Regions from separate parts of the Muntiacus reevesi genome. Here region 2 is linked to region 1. A link is a contact called in public Hi-C data. All regions are on one chromosome and are shown on one strand. Each heading gives the region's core, a stretch centred on a gene start, on an enhancer-like site or on the middle of the called end of the contact. The rest is flanking DNA. Distances are from core to core; before and after follow the strand shown.

Region 1 (3,806 bases), core at 357-2,856:
TTCAAAAGGAACATAAGGATTCCAAGAATCAGAGTATTTAGCCTTAGTTGAAGTGGACTAAGGTTACACTAGCACAGAACCTAGTAATAAAGCTTGAAGGGAAAAAAGGTCTAATTTAGTGATCTGAGACTCAACACAAAATGAATGGAGAGGGCTGTTTTGACACAGTCTGTGGCTAATGATGACATTACTTCCCCTCCTGGCTGTCCTGGCATGGTCCTTTAGTCTGGGACACAATTGTGAACTGAACAATTGCAAACTGAAGAGGGAGCCAAAGTGAAAACTAAGAATGGAATTCTCCTTCCCTGAAGAGCTGTCATAGCCTGCCTGTGCAGGGAGCTGGACGAGCAAGCCTGAATCACAATAGGGACCTACATGTTTTATTAGGAAGAGGCGGACCAGTTTTTCCACTGATATGTCCAGTGGATCAGGTTATACTAGTTATACATGTAAAACACTGGAGTAGGAAATGGCAACCCACGCCAGTATTCTTGCCTGTAAAGTTCCATGGACAGAGGAGCCAGGCTGGCTGCAGTCCATGGGGTCACAAAAGAGTCGGACATGACTGAGGATGTATGCATAAACAAAATACTTGAACAAACTAAAAGGACACAGACTAAAAGGTCAAAAGAACAGGATGAGGTTATTCTGCTGCTGCTGCTAAGTCACTTCAGTCGTGTCCGACTCTGTACAACCTCATAGACAACAGCCCATCACGCTCACCCGTCCCTGGGATTCTCCAGGCAAGAACACTGGAGTGGGCTGCCATTTCCTTCTCCAATGCATGAAAGTGAAAAGTGAAAGTGAAGTCGCTCAGTCGTGTCCGACTCCCAGCGACCTCATGGATTGCAGCCTACCAGGCTCCTCCATCCATGGGATTTTCCAGGCAAGAGTACTGGAGTGGGGTGCCATTGCTTCTCCGGAGGTTGTTCTAGCATCACACTATTCAAAGTGTGTGGTCCATGGGACCACCAGCAGCAACATCCAAGAGCTTGTTAGAAATGCAGAGTAGCAGGTCCCACCTTAGACTTCCTAAGTCAGAACATGCATTTAACAAGTTCCCCAGATAATGTGTAGGGTCATCAAAGTTTGAAAAGCACTGTCTATAAGATTCCTTGAGGGAGAAGAGCTCAAAAGGCATTGACGAACTTGAGGCAAAGGTAAGGCAAGTCTCAGCTTGATGGAACCCCAGCCCCCTGCAGAGGAAGCTCGGCATCCTAACCATTGGACTGTTAGGGAATTCCCCCAGGGTTTATTTTGAAGGACCTTGGACAGAACGGGCCACTCAGACCGGGTGTTCTAAATGTAGTGAAAGTCACTCAGTCCTGTCTGATCCTTTGTGACCCCATGGACTGTAACATGCCAGGCTCCTCTGTCCATGGAATTTTCCAGGCAAGCATACTGGAGTGAGTTTCCATTTTCTTCTCCAGGGGATCTTCAAGACCCAGGGATTGAACCCTGGTCTCCTGCATTGCAGGCAGATTCTTTACTGTCTGAGCCAAACGTAGGTATACGTAGCCAAACGTATTAATAGAATAGCACACGTGGTTTTTGGTGGCCAGATAAAAGGACTGGTCACAGCCGCGATCAGTCACCCCAACTCCATCATTCCCCATCATATCCTCTTTGGGCCCAATCTCCCATTCCAGACCTTCTCCAGACTTTGACGCAGCCGTACCTCGCCTAGCTCGGTACGATTTGTCCTAGTCCGGTCGCAAAGGCCTGGAGCTTCTCGGTTGCTGGGGTGTGGCGGTGAGTCAGTGGGGGAAATGATGTAACGTCCAAAAGGCGGGCTTAATCAGACTTCTCCCTCCTCCCGATTGGCTGCCAGGAATTTGACTAGATTCTCTTGTCTCTCGGGCTCCAGGGTTAGCTGTCAGTGTCTCTGCCCAGCTATCCCGTGGCTCCCCTTTCCATCTTCTCCACCTGGGGAAAGACTCCAAGGACGGTACTCAGTAGCACTTGGCTTCGGAAGAAGAGGTGATTTGAATGGTCTGGCTATTGCCATCAGGCAAGGCGCTTCGGCACCCCCCAGGTATTTTTTGACTCGATCGGGTGTCCGTAGTTGCGAATGGCTACCCAAGCCGCAGGGAATTGTGGAACTTGTAGTTCCGAGTTAGTTCGGGGTTGGAGGGGAGACTGGACCCGACAGAGATTCGGGAAGGGGGAAAAAAAAAAAGAGGACTTTGAGGACCGCGGTTCGGGGTCCCAAAAGGACGGAAAAGGAGTCTAAATAAAATTCTGCCAATAGCACTGCTTTGATTTTTTTTAAATCAGGTGCTGACCTGGACTCGGTCCATCCCTTTCTATCCAAAACTGTTTACCCACGGTGGAAGGGGCCAGGCACCCAAATGGATACACCACCAGTCATTTCAATGGGAGAGAAGGACAGCTGTCACCCGCAACAGCAAAGGGAAAAGAACCTTGAATTACCTACTCAGATTAGGCAGCATCCGCGAGACTCTCCTACGGAAATCCTTGAACTGGGAGTGAGCCCAGATCCAGCTAGCCAAATTCTAGAGAATCCTCAGGAAACTGAAAAACTGGCCGCTGAACTTGAAAGAGACTCTGCTAAGTCTCATGGGTCAGCCAACGCGATGTCAGAGCCCCTTCATGCTTCTGATCTCTGGTACTGTCCTGACGGCAGCTTTGTGAAGAAGATCGTAGTCCGTGGCCACGGCTTGGACAAACCCAAGCTGGGCTCCCGCTGCAGGGTACAAGCTTCTGGATTTCCTTTGGGGTCAGGGCTGCCAGAGGGCTGGACAGAGCTAACTGTGGGGTTAGGCCCATGGAGGCAGGAAACTTGGGGGGAGATCATAGAGAAATGCTTGGAGTCCATGTGTCAAGGCGAGGAGGCAGAGCTTCAGCTCCCTGGGCGCTCTGGACTTCCTGTCAGGCTCACACTGGCCTCCTTCACTCAGGGTCGAGACTCCTGGGAGCTGGAGGACACCGAGAAGGAGGCCTTGGCCAGAGAAGAACGTGCAAGGGGCACAGAATTATTTCGAGCGGGGAATCCGGAAGGAGCTGCCCGATGCTATGCACGGGCTCTTCGGCTGCTGCTGACCTTACCCCCACCTGGCCCTCCGGAACGAACTGTCCTTCACGCCAACCTGGCTGCCTGTCAGTTGCTGCTAGGGCAGCCCCAGTTGGCGGCCCAAAGTTGTGACCGGGTGCTGGAGCGGGAGCCTGGCCACATAAAGGCGTTGTACCGAAGGGGCGTTGCCCAGGCTGCTCTTGGAAACCTGGAAAAAGCAATGGCTGACCTCAAGAAGGTGTTGGCCATAGACCCCAAAAACCGGGCAGCCCAGGAGGAGCTGGGAAAGGTGATCATTCAGGGGAAGAAACAGGATGCAGGGCTGGCTCAAGGACTGCGCAAGATGTTTGGCTGATTAATAAGTTAAACCTTAAAAGAGACAGGAACCTGTGAAGTGTGGTCTTATGCTGTGAGATTTGGTGGGGACCAAGGGAGAGTTGCACCATATCCCACTCCAAGCTTCTGCCTTCCTAAGGGAGGTAGCTGTGGTCTCAGCGTCCCTTTTAACCATTAAAAAGCTATATAATCACGTGTGCTATGTTTTGGGGGGGCTTGTCCATCTCCGAAGATAAATCGATGAGCTAAACTTCTAAATTTAGGACTGGCTGGGGCAGAGAGCGGAACTCCAAAGCCTGAAAGCCACACTTCCTAGGCGCTTTCAGGCGTTCTGTTTGGCGCATGCGCAAACCTCACAGTCCCGTACTGTGGAAGCGTTAGCGTCCTGCCGCGCTCCCATTGGCCCAACCTGTACACGGCCGCTTCTATTGACGCC
Region 2 (3,806 bases), core at 450-2,949, 140 kb after region 1:
TCCAAGGAAGTCCTTGGACTTCAGATTTTAGCACACATTACGAATCACTTGAGGAAGTAGCTTTAAAATGTAGATTTTCAGTTCCTACTCCAAGAAATCTTAATTCATTCTCACTTAAAGATTCCCAGGAACCTGTAGTTTTGAAGAAGCAGTCCAGGTAATCTAGTAGAACTCAGGACATACTTTGAGAAACACGGCCTTAAATGTTGGTATCTCCTAGCACTGGGGATTTGGCTCTATTATCTGTCACTGCAAACCTGGGGTCCTTAACCTTTGGCCTCAGAGGATCTGTGAAACAACCCCCTTCCTCCTCAAATTGTACATACACTTTATACACACACACACACACACACACAGTGGCATATATGCATTTTTTTCTGGAGAGCCATGGCTTTTATTATCTTCTAAAGTTTGTAAAAAGGTTAAAAACCACTCCTCTCCTCCCTCTTACTACCAATTTCACCCTCATCCACAGACTGAACCACTACTCACATCTCGGCTTCCAGTGCTGTATCAGTGGCCCAGAATTTTCTCCAAACCCTCATCCAACTGTCTGCTGCACATTTGCCTCCGGATGCTCCACAAACACCTCCAACTCAACTTGTACAAAATAAACACATCATCTGCCCCCAACCATTCAATGTTCTCCTACTCTACTCACTCCATCAACCACTCAGGCGTCCAGAAAATCCGAGAGCTATCCTGAAGTCCTTCCTCTTTCCCGCTCCACATCCCTCAGCCATCCTCTCTCTCCTTACTACACTGCCCTAATTTAGGCCTTCACCAGTTCTCAGGGGCAGTATCTTCCTAATTGATCTCCCCAACTCATGACACTGCCTCCAATCCGTGCAACACACCACTCCCTCTCTTGTTTTAACATTCTCTACCAGCTCATTGCCTTCTCTGTAAAATGGAAACGACGCTGGTGTACAAGGCCTGCCCTAATCTGACGTCTGCTTGCATTCCCATCTCGAACCACGCCCGGTGACTCAGTTTCCCCAAAAGCTTCGCTCTTCCACCTTCATCATTTGGCATGCTATTCCCTGAGGGTCTGTAGCATTCTCCTCGGCACCGCAGTGCCTGGCACAATGCCCGGCTAGGAAAGACCCAGCGCTTGCTGAATGGCTGAACAGCTGGTGGACCGAGTGAGTTATGGGGAGAACCTCGGAAGTGCCCGTGAGGACGAAAGCGCCTTCCCGTTGGTCACTCTGACGCTCCTCACCAGCTGCCGGTCAGCCACGGTTCGGTCCGGGACGAGGCTGTACACCTGGCTCCTCAGCGCGATGGGGGGAAGCGCATCCTCAAACAGGACTCGCGGGAACAGCCGCACTATCTCTGCGACTGCCGCGCGCGCAGATCCTGGGCGAAGAGACCGAGTCACTGCGACGTGAGCTGAGGCGGGGGAGGCGGGGGTACCACACTGGGGCGCTGTTGTCTCAACATACAGGGTTACCAGAGGCAAGGCGGCTGCCAGCTGGGGTATTTAGCCTCGCCCCGGGGTTGCCATGGTTACCTGACTCACCCCGCAAAGGAGCTGCCTCTACATCCCCTAGTTCCCGCCGCCTCTTCAACCCAAAGGTCTCCGGGACCAGGCGATGCCTCTTCCGGCTCATATCCCGGGATCTTTGGGCGGCGGGGAAGAGGTAGAAAGCTGTTGAGGGACGGGACCACGAAAATAGTCTTCCGGCACAGGGCAGTGACGTACGGGCTCCCTGGGCGTCCCTCCTCGGAAACCAATCAGCCCGATCTTCGTAGCTGAAGTGCTGACGAGAGAGGCGTTGACTTGTCATCCCTCCGCCCCTTGCTGGGAGGGGCGGTGCCAATGCCAACACTAGCGCCATCCTCATTGGCCGAGACCCCACGTCCGCTGCTGATTGGCTTCCTCTGAGAGCGCTCACGTCCGGGGACGCCTGGGCGCTGCGGAGGGGCGCGAGTGGCCACGCTGGGATCTCCCTCCGGGCGTACAGCGCACAGCCCCCTCCCGCCACCTAGGGGATAAGCCGCCTCTGTCGCTGAGTGATTGCGTCATCGAGAGCGGAGAAAACTGCCCTCACATCTCTTTGACATATGATGTACCTGCCATGACGTCATAGCCCTGAGAAGGTAGAAGTCGAGGTTGGCAGGATTTGAGGTAACCAGATCCTTGACCTGAGCCCAAGCATCCTTCCTAACCTCTCTGCGTTTGGAGCTACTGCGGTTGGGAGTATATAGGTCAAGGGAAAAGGTGGTATGCGCACCTGGTGGGGTTCAGTTTGAGGACACGGGGCTTGCATGTTTCAAGGCCAGACTCGCTTAGTCCTGACTCGAAGTCCCTCTTTTCCAGCCCTTCTTTTTAAAGGGGGAACTTCCTTGTCCCCTCTCAGGACCTCATGGAGTCCAGAGGGACCAAGAGAGAAGCTGGAAAGATAGAGGTCGCTGAGCCTCGGAACAAGCTCCCCCGCCCAGCACCCTCCCTGCCCACAGACCCCGCTCTCTACTCTGGGCCCTTTCCTTTCTACCGGCGCCCTTCCGAATTGGGCTGCTTCTCCCTGGATGCACAGCGCCAGTACCATGGAGATGCTCGCGCTTTGCGGTACTACAGCCCACCTCCCACCAATGGTCAAAGCCCCAACTTTGACCTCAGAGACGGATACCCTGATCGATACCAGCCCCGGGACGAAGAGGTCCAGGAGAGGTTGGACCACCTGCTACGCTGGCTCCTGGCGCACCGAGGCCAGCTAGAGGGGTGAGCAAAGCATAGCACACAGTAGCCCTAGAGGCCTGCACTCACCCTCTAAAGTTGGGAGAGCCAAAGCTGGAGTGAGTCCTTATCTTACCCTACGCTTTAGGGAAGCCATCTGCACTAATGCAGGTGTCAGATCTTCAGCCCCTAACTCCTTCTTCTCAGAGGTCCAGGCTGGCTGGCAGGGGCCACAGTGACATGGCGGGGGCACCTGACAAAACTGCTGACGACACCATATGAGCGGCAGGAAGGCTGGCAGCTGGCAGCCTCCCGGTTCCAGGGGACGCTCTACTTGAGTGAGGTAGAGACGCCAACTGCTCGGGTTCAGAGGCTTACTCGGCCACCACTTCTCCGGGAGCTTATGTACATGGGGTACAAATTTGAGCAGTACATGTGTGCAGGTGAGAGTTGCCCTGATTCTGGGGCCCCCTCCCCTATCCCCAGAGATTGAGAGACCCCAGCCCTTGCTGCTGTTTCTCTCCTTGTGCAGATAAACCCGGAGTCTCCCCAGATCCCTCTGGGGAGGTTAACACCAACGTGGCCTTCTGCTCTGTGCTACGCAGCCGCCTGGGAAACCACCCTCTTCTCTTCTCCGGGGAGGTGGACTGCATAGACCCCCAGGCCTCATCCACACAGCCCCCCACCTGCTATGTGGAGCTCAAGACCTCCAAGGAGATGCACAGCCCTGGCCAATGGAAGAGCTTCTACAGGTTCAAGACAGGGGTGGACAGGATGAGAGCCTTGGATGAAAAGCTTGGAAAGAGATTTGGGGAAGGAGGAGGTTGGAGGGTGGAGGAGGGGTCCCACTGACCCCCTTGCCTTTCCTGACAGACACAAGCTCCTGAAATGGTGGGCCCAGTCGTTCCTGCCAGGCGTCCCAAATGTTGTTGCTGGCTTCCGTAACCCGGAGGGTTTTGTCTGTTCCCTGAAGACCTTTCCTACCATGGAGATGTTTGAATACGTCAGGGTAAGGCAATGAGTTCCCACCTGCATCCCCCTGTGCCAACACCACAGGTCCATTGTCCAGGGACCTGCAGCCCACCTTCCCCTTCTTCTACCCTCACCGCCGATCTTCTGCCTCCTC

Evidence for each region. A called contact is a pair of places that touch in the nucleus more often than the background predicts.
Region 2: a Hi-C map of muscle shows a contact between it and region 1, with 4 times the contacts expected there. The contact joins the promoter of STK19 here to the promoter of FKBPL in region 1. A contact is called at or near these places in 2 of 3 Hi-C or Micro-C datasets (blood and muscle).

Annotation. Positions count from the first base shown.
Region 1 is chr20:28,235,203-28,239,008 of mMunRee1.1, forward strand. FKBPL (FKBP prolyl isomerase like) reads left to right here and starts at 1,607. Exons shown (of 4, transcript XM_065912423.1): 1 at 1,607-1,752; 2 at 1,868-2,035; 3 at 2,278-2,714; 4 at 2,922-3,563. The coding sequence starts at 1,990. The coding sequence ends at 3,389.
Region 2 is chr20:28,376,860-28,380,665 of mMunRee1.1, forward strand. STK19 (serine/threonine kinase 19) reads right to left here and starts at 1,700. Exons shown (of 7, transcript XM_065913045.1): 1 at 1,514-1,700; 2 at 1,223-1,359. The coding sequence starts at 1,613. DXO (decapping exoribonuclease) reads left to right here and starts at 1,909. Exons shown (of 7, transcript XM_065912614.1): 1 at 1,909-2,131; 2 at 2,364-2,725; 3 at 2,888-3,123; 4 at 3,213-3,432; 5 at 3,554-3,689. The coding sequence starts at 2,370.